3 separate regions of the Mus musculus genome follow, and all the other regions are linked to region 3. The links are chromatin contacts, called in public Hi-C and HiChIP or PLAC-seq maps. All regions are on one chromosome and are shown on one strand. The core of a region is the stretch at or near the end of the contact, and the rest is flanking DNA. Distances in the headings are between cores, read along the strand shown.

Region 1 (2,700 bases), core at 93-2,592, 1.1 Mb before region 3:
GTCCTTTGCTTGAGATGCAGGGCTAGTAAAAAGACTGGCTTATCCTTATAATAAGAGAGTACATTTGTGTAGTTCTAGACATCTTGTTTGTAAACACAAATAGCCACAAAACTGTAACATGTGTCTCAAAATATATTCTAGAGTGTTTATATTTAAAATATTTTAAGATATGTATTTTAGAACAAGATCTCTTATTATCTTGAAAATGCTTGCTTTTCCAAATGTGTGCTTTCTTGATTATCTCCTTTGAAGATAAATTCAGTATTATAGTTTTGATTACCGAAGTTGTTTCCAGAGTTAAGTAAAAATAACACTTAGCAAGGATCTTCAGACCATACCAAAAAATTACTCTTGGCTGTGAGGCTAGTGCAGAATTAAAAACAGTTTCAAAAGGCCCTTGGGGACAGTCGTGGTGAATGGGATTCTTGCCTTTAGAAAACTGGCCTGAGAAGCCTGGCTCTCTTCCTGTCCCTTGTGCCTTGTAAGCATACTTAGATGTCTCCACCTGTGAGCAACAGGCTCTCATCAGACACTGAGTCATCCAATGCCTTGCTCTTGAGAGCAGCAGACCATGCTTATTTATAAGGTACGCAGCCTGTGGTTTTTTGTTATAGTCACCGGAATAGACTAGAACAAGTTGAGTCTTTCTGCTCTAGGAATTTATGGATGTTCCCTCAGAACCATCACCTGAAGCTTAATGGTAAGGCCCTGGAACGCAGACAGTATAGCAGAGTGCTAGAGAGGTTGAAGAACAGATCATTTGATGTGGCTACTCGAAGCCCATGGCTTACGTTTACAGAACAATTACAAAACTTGTCCTCAAACTGTAGAATACATAAAAAAACCCAAAAAACCTTGGATGCCTGTTACATATTTAAGAAATTGATTTTTTGTTTGTTCTTTAAATCACAGGTCCCTAGCTTTAAAGAAAAATAAGAAAACTAAGTAATCTGTCTGTCTTTCTGTCTGTCTATCTGAGAGTTACTCTATTATAACGCCAAGCACTGTTCTGTTTGGTAACATTCATAATGGCCATCTCATAGGCACCCTATCAGATATGTACTGTAATTTACATGCTTTGCAAATGAGAAGCTGAATCAAAAACAGGTTCAATAACCTCAAATACACACAGCCAAGCAGTGGTAGACCAGAGCCCAGGATCTTAATTATCCTTTCTCCCAGTGACTGCAGAGTTAGTAGATCATGGCACAAGGGTTCTTTTGACCCCCGACATCCACCAGGGCCAGCATCCTAGTTGCTTCTGTGGATGTCTTTAAGGCATTCCTTTGTATAGTGTTGTGATTTTTCAACACTGTCTTCACTTCATTTATTTTTCTATATTCTTTGAATCTGAAGCTATGTTCATGGCCAGGCCTTTGTTGGTGTCTGGGAGGCCATGGTGAGGAATCCATGTGGTAGGAGGATTGTAGGGGTGGAGGTTGCTAAAGGGAGGCAGGGAAAGCAAAGAAGCCCAGTTTCTGTAAGTGATGAGGAATAGTATTGGCAGGTCCAGATTCTGTGTTGAAGGGGTCTGGGGTTGGCGGACTTGGATGAAAGGTCATGCTTTAGTGTTATGTATAATTGTATCTAGACTGGATTGAAGGGTGCTGGGCTTGGAGTAGAGGTTAATTACTGAGGCTAGAGGGAGTTTCCAGGTACATAACTAAAGCCCCTATAAACTAGCTTTGGGTGTCCCCAAGTAGTTAAAGATTTGGAATGACATACTAGGAAACAAAATTATATAGAGGAAAGGTATTTTCATTTTAATTTTGTTCTAGAGTGAGCTGCTTTGTTTCTTGATGAAACAGAACAAGGAAGTAGAAAGCAAGATTTGAATTATTGGAGAGCAACCTCTTAGTTGATGGGAGAATGATTTCAGAGGTGATGGAACACTCTGATAAGCTTAGCCAAGCTAGGGTCCAGGAACATGACCTATCTTGGTATGACAGGGAAAAGAGCTGAAGTGGCGGCAGAGATGGGGGTGGGGTGGGTGGTGGTTCGTGTAAAATATACCCTGAGAAATTGGGATGACAGTCTAAGACTTTGAAAATCAATGCTCCCTAGCTCTCTCAGTAAGTGGGAGATTCATGGAGAACCTTTCTGACCTCTTAATACTCTCTCTCTCTCTCTCTCTCTCTCTCTCTCTCTCTCTCTCTCTCTCTCTCTCTCGTGTGTGTGTGTGAGAGAGAGAGAGAGAGAGCGACACACACATTTGATTTAATAAAATTAAGTTCAAAAATTTCAGGAAAACTTTGAACCTGACCTAGTGTTTGACTTCCACATCTCAGTTTCACTGTTCCTAGGCAGTGGGGAGGGGTTAGGATCACCGAGTCCAGGAGAGGGCAGCAGCGCCGCATCAGCCTTTGAGTGTTGGCCACTCTTTCTCTGTGTACTTGGCTATTCAAAATTAAGCAAGTGATTTGGTATTTTGGTCGCCATTGCCTTAAGTGATGAAAAAGGGGAGGGGTCTCTAGAGATATTTAATAATCTTACAATTTATTAAACTCTTAGTCTCCCCGGAATGGCAGGGCTAGAGAACACAAAGGCAGCAACATGCCTTGTGAGAAAGGGTTCTGTTGCAAACGTTTAGGCCTAATTTTGTTCCAACTTTGCTTGTAATAAGACATTCAGAAAAGGCTCACCAGCTAAATAGCTTATAAAATACAAACTGTGGGAATAGAGGCCTAATTGGGCTTGTTG
Region 2 (2,700 bases), core at 85-2,584, 1.3 Mb before region 3:
AGGGACAGTAACTACTTTAGTTCTGTCTTAAAACTGTTTCTTCTCTAGCCTTTGATTAACTATTACTCTTAAGGATGCTGATAAATTTAGACACTGATAAAACCTGGGGAATGCTGTCATAACAATGACGCCGGCTTCTCTAGACCTGTGATTCTTCATGTTGAGGATGGTTGCTGTAATGACTAGTAAATGACTGCCAGGCATTAGCTATTATGCTTTAATGAAGAAACTTCCCATCTATGATGTTTTAAATTCCAGTACTTTACATGTACTCGCAATACTAATGAAATTTGAATCAGACACGTATTTAATCGGTTTGGACGTATTTAGATGTCTTTTAGTTGTATGTGTTTCACTCCTGTGTATCTTTGTCTGTGGTGAGTGTGCATTAGGAAGTGAGGCAAACTCTGATGGCTTCTTTGGGTAGTCAGTGAGTCAGATGAGAAATGTGGGATTAGGTGTCAGAGGATATGGGGGTCTTGTTCCAAAAATGGTTGGTAGTCAGTGAGCTTCCTCATCTTTTCTCAGGTTTTTAATTCTCACAAATGAATCATGTTGACTATGGCAGAAGTGAGAGGCCCGGTGATGGCTCTTCCCACGCAGTGTGTAACTTTGCCTGAGGTGAAGCACTTGATTAGAACTGTCAAGTGTGAAGCTCTATTGGAATCTTCTTCTTCCCTCGCCTGCCCTGGCCCACGCAGACCCCAGTCAGGTCATTCCTTAGCAGCGCTGTGGCCTCCATCCTCTCTTTCCCACTCCTAGACCACACTGCCCTTGTTTATGCTTTGCTTCTTACTAGGACGAGCCCGAGTAAGGGCCAGTCTTCTTCTTTTGTGTTCCCAGCACAGACCATACTTTTCCTTACAATAAGCACTTGATTAGGATTTTAATGGCTTATATTAATATTCATGCCATTTAATGGGGAGCAAACAGAGCTTGTTATATAAGTGTTTTCTTCTTCTTTTTGTGCTCTTCTTGTTTGTTGTTAGGTACAGGACAAGGAATGACTTGGTATAATGCCTGAGCAAATGCAGTTTAGCGTGTTTGTAGTTTGTAGTTAGCTCTTAAGTTTTTGAGACCCTTTCTTTGAACAAACAAGTAAAATGGCTTTGTAGTCCTTTTCAGATGTTGTGATTCATGGGCTGTGTAAGGCTAGACTTCATGCTCACAGTGACTCAGTAAAAAGGCACATAGTTCTTCGTTACTTTTCTCTGTTGCTTCTTTTCATCTTCTGTACTTACTCCTTGTGGCGTCTGGCCAGTGTTGGGCATTTCTTTCAGACTTGTCATTCCTTCTGTACCGGCCAAGCAAATGCTTTTGCTCTGGTCAGGAACATTTCTAGTGAGTTAGGTTTTATTATTGGTACAGTCATGGACCACCTGATCAATCCCTGTGTGTCACAGTAATGAGTGTTTACCGCCAGCCACCAGATTGTTTGGCTTGGGACTCTGATGTTTTAATCCTCCTGATGGTTTTCAGTGTGGACATTTTTTTTTTTCTTTCTGAATGTAAAACTAACCACCAAATACATTCTTCAGCCACAGCTGTTTTTATGTGGCTCAAGTTCTAGAAAGAGTGATATATTGAACTTAAATACGTATGTAGGTGAGAGGGGGGAAATGCACAAACATAGTGTTAGATTGTGCAGGAATGGCCAACTTACCCTGTGGCCTTAGTGACACCATCTTATCTTCCCAAACCACAAGTTATTCATAAATAAGATGAACACATGACGTCCAGTGTGCTCAGACTCTTTATAGATTCATTTATTCACTAGATATATGTGCATCACAGGCCTGTTATGCTGTGTATTCAACCAAGGAGACAGATCTGCCCTCACCCTTGCAAGAAGACTTCTATTTCCCTTCTCTCTGTCCACCTGCCCTTCTCTCTTGCTTGCTTATCTGGTCAGTGGGTAGATAATGAGGAAATGAAGCAATGTGGAATGATTAATTACAAATTTACAGACTCTGTCTGCTCTTATGTACAAAATGGATTGATGACTTTTCGTGTGCATAAATGGTCTATAAAGACAGTGGCTTATATTTGCTTTAATGTTTTTAAAATGAAGTGGATTATCTGGTAGTGGTAAACTAATTAGGTGCTTTTTAAAGTGAGAAGATGAAAGGCTTAGCTGTTTAAGTTTAGGTCTAGTATATATAAAACAGGAAAAAGATTTATTCTTGACATTGAAAAGCAACTTTAAAAAAAAGCATGGGAACTGGGTAGTTATTCATACAGTTGTGGATAATGAAGATCAGAAGTAATTTTATTTTGGGGGGAAAATCATCTTTGGTATAAGTCAGGCCTCCTATTTTGAACATTTTACCCTTATTCTGGAGAATTGAAATTTATTATGTTGCAAATGGGAAAATTAATTTGAATGGAGTTAATACAAATGAAAGGAATAAAATACCAGTTAATTGAGAAATAGGCTAAGGTCTTCAAACTGAGAACACGTTTCTTTCGTGTATTCAAGGTCTAGAAGGAAGTCTGAGTCTGTGCAGGTTAGCTCACTAGCACTTAACTGTGTTGGCAGAAGCCAGGTTGGCGTCCAACAATTTATTTCTCTGACTTCTCCGAAGATACTGATGAAAGCAACTAAATTTATTGGTTATTAGGTGGCAAGAGTAAGTTCAATTTTCTCTATACTTGTGACAATTAGAGGTTGGTTCTAGCATATCTAATGCTCGAGTTTCA
Region 3 (2,700 bases), core at 101-2,600:
GTGGGTATGTCTAAATAGGAACAGAATGATGTTTGCACACAGTGGGTGTATACATATAGGAGCAGGATGGTGTGTGCACACAGTGGGTATATACATTTAGGAGGAGCATGGTGTGTGCACACAGTGGGCAAGCACATATAGGAAAAGCATGACTGCACAGGGTGCAATATTGTGCATGGTTCACTATCACCTGGAATATTTGTGCTTATCTCATGCTGATAAGGGGTTCTGTAGCAACCAAAATTCATTGAATTTGCCTGGATGTGCAGTGCCACTGTGAACTGCAGTGGCTGAAGCTACAGAGGAGTAGCTGGTGCAGTAAATCAGACTCTGGGGTGGGCATATCCTAGGGCACCACGAGGAGCTGTCTGAAAGGCAGAGGGTGGCCTCCGGGTGCCAGTCAGGTGTGGTGAGACACATTCCATTGGTGCATTGGAAAGGACAGGCTGATCACAGCAGGGCCTGTCACAGTCTGCTGAAGCAGGACCTGTAACCCAAGTAGCAGGAGGAACTTTTATTCAGCCTGTGGAGTGATGCTGTGAAGGAATTGAAACCCTTCAAGAGCAGAGCTAAAAACAGTGGGGGGAGAGGAAGTGTAATTTGCTGTCTTCCAGTTTCCTTCAGATCCCGCCTGCTGCTGACCTGTTAACCATCTCAGAGCCTGGGCCCCACATAGACTGGGCATCCCCACAAATCAAGGCAAGCTTTGATTTCATTAAAATTGTATGCCCTTTTCCCTTCTGCTAATCCAACTCTTGGGCCTTAAAAACAAGCTGCTTTTTTTTCTTTAAGTTTTGAATAATTCTAGTGTTTACACAACCAAAATTTAGTATAAAATTTTAAATTCCTGAAACACAAAATGTAGCTCAGGATCCTTTCCTAGTGGCCTGAGAGTACAAATCAAACACACACTCAAAGGTAAGGCAAAGAAGCTTCCAGAAAGCGGAAATACTTCTGTCAAGTAGGCACCTAGTATCAAAGTGGGTCAAAATAGCTCAATGTGTGGACGGGCATAGCTGAATCTTTGCTTACACACTTTCCCCTAGCCCTTTCTACATAACACTTTCAAGAAACTCCTCTGAGAGATCATGCCATCTTCCAGCAAAAGGTGGTGAGTGGACTTCAGTAGGCACTGATGGGAAAGAATCCAGTGCTAAGGGTGTGGGTAGACCTCATGCAGACCCAGGTCCGCCCAGTCACTCGATAACCCTGAACTTGGCTGCCTCACTCTTTGCTGAGGTCCCTCAGGTGGCCTCATTGTTTTTATTACCATGGTAGAAAGAGTATGTGAAGCCTTGCCTGGCTGGCAGTCTCGTTGCCATGGAAACCTCCATTCCACACACCTGATTCACACATCACGCTCCGCTAAATCCAGACAGAGGTCACAGACTGGCATTTGCCCTTTGTCTCCCCTTCTTGTGTTTTCCAGGCACTGAATGGATAGAAAGAGATGGGCAGTCAGCAGCCTTGCAAGAAAGCTTTGCTGTGAAGAAGTTTGTGAATTCCAGAAAAAAAAAAAAAAAAAAGACTGGTAGCTGTGAAGGGCAAAACGGGGGGGGGGGGGGGGGGAGGGGCGGGGGGGTTTGCTGGGGAAGACTGTGTACATCGAAGCTTCTCCTTGCAGGCAGCCTCTGTCCTGGGTTGCATCTGAAAGTGATTTTCTGGGTTCCCGGGTGAGCGTGGAAATGAGTCTAGCAGATTCCGGAGCTTTGGCTCCTTGGGGGGTTTTCTGTCCCATTTCACTGAGTTGCCTGATAACCTCAGCGCCAGGGTGTGTGCGTCAGGATTGCAATGTGGGCTGAGGCGCACATTAGCCACAGCTGTCTATTAAGAACCAAACGATCTGATGATCCGTCTCAGAGCCTGGTTTTTCTTTGTGTCATCTATAATATTTTAGAAGGCAGACGCCATCTGTAGGATGTTCTTTTTCAGGAAAGTTACTGTGTTTGAAGAAGGCTTCCAGTTTTCCTGGGATGGTGATTATTAGTTTTTGCTTGTGTTACTCATTTGATAGATTTAGAGAAAAAGAGATGATAAAAAAATCAGATCATGAGCCTTTCTCTGTGAGAATTTCTTCTTTGTGCTTTGATTCGTAATCTTTTGATTCTTATTTGTTTAGGTAGCACAGGGCATTGAACATACTAGGCAAATGTTCAATTACTCAACCATATCCCCAGTCCTTGATTTTTTTGTTCCTAAGGTTAGATTTTAAAGACAACTTTAAAGAGAATCAAAAAGGGCATTCACAGGACATGACATCAGTCGCCACACACTGGGGTTCAGGTATCATGTGTGATTTATGGGGTATCTCAGCAGAGTCATAGCAGGGGTCTCTGCGTGTGTTCATCTCTGCTGACTTACTTCCCTTTCCTCTCATTGATTAATGCCCCTCCATTTTGGTCAGCCTCTGTTGACAAAGTACCCTCTAGCTTCAGCAGTACGCCGGACCTGGGTTTCAAATATCACTTCCCTATATCCTTGAGCACACTACTTTTATTTTATTAAATTTGGTTTATTAGTGTGTGTAGGAAAATATTGCTGTGACAGTAATCATAAACTTTAGTGTCAGTGTAGTGCTGCTCTGTATCCAGGATGAATCCTGTTATGCTAGATTATTCCAGAAACAGCATTTGCCTGAAGGAATACTCTCACCATCCAAATAATTGCCATTTTCCTGATTTTGCTTATGTGGGGATATGT

The links. Hi-C and Micro-C count contacts between places; a contact is called where the count stands out from the background. HiChIP or PLAC-seq counts read pairs in DNA pulled down with a chosen protein or histone mark.
Region 1: a Hi-C map of cranial neural crest shows a contact between it and region 3, with 2.6 times the contacts expected there. The contact joins two enhancer-like sites. A contact is called at or near these places in 1 of 15 datasets of contacts at CTCF or cohesin (large pre-B cells), 8 of 484 Hi-C or Micro-C datasets (adipose-derived mesenchymal stem cells, cerebellum, cerebral cortex and 5 more) and 2 of 115 datasets of contacts at active chromatin or transcription factors (embryonic stem cells and stem cell-derived neural progenitor cells).
Region 2: a FOXA1 HiChIP or PLAC-seq map of pancreatic cancer cells shows a contact between it and region 3. The contact joins two enhancer-like sites. A contact is called at or near these places in 9 of 484 Hi-C or Micro-C datasets (adipose-derived mesenchymal stem cells, brown adipocytes, cerebellum and 4 more) and 3 of 115 datasets of contacts at active chromatin or transcription factors (astrocytes, embryonic forebrain and pancreatic cancer cells).

The regions. Positions count from the first base shown.
Region 1 is chr13:29,604,088-29,606,787 of GRCm38.p6, reverse strand. The region is part of intron 9 of Cdkal1 (CDK5 regulatory subunit associated protein 1-like 1); the gene reads left to right. Among named protein-coding and RNA genes, the nearest start is that of Cdkal1, 250 kb to the left of the region's middle. Within about 2 kb of position 1,342, at least 12 of the 459 cell types and tissues checked have an H3K27ac peak or open chromatin away from gene starts, as enhancers often do.
Region 2 is chr13:29,829,890-29,832,589 of GRCm38.p6, reverse strand. The region is part of intron 4 of Cdkal1 (CDK5 regulatory subunit associated protein 1-like 1); the gene reads left to right. Among named protein-coding and RNA genes, the nearest start is that of Cdkal1, 24 kb to the left of the region's middle. Within about 2 kb of position 1,334, at least 46 of the 459 cell types and tissues checked have an H3K27ac peak or open chromatin away from gene starts, as enhancers often do. A contact at or near this core is called in astrocytes, embryonic fibroblasts and pancreatic cancer cells, where this site is marked.
Region 3 is chr13:28,543,256-28,545,955 of GRCm38.p6, reverse strand. All of the region lies in intron 7 of 2610307P16Rik (RIKEN cDNA 2610307P16 gene), which reads left to right. Among named protein-coding and RNA genes, the nearest start is that of Gm40841, 120 kb to the right of the region's middle. Within about 2 kb of position 1,350, at least 77 of the 459 cell types and tissues checked have an H3K27ac peak or open chromatin away from gene starts, as enhancers often do. A contact at or near this core is called in astrocytes, embryonic fibroblasts and pancreatic cancer cells, where this site is marked.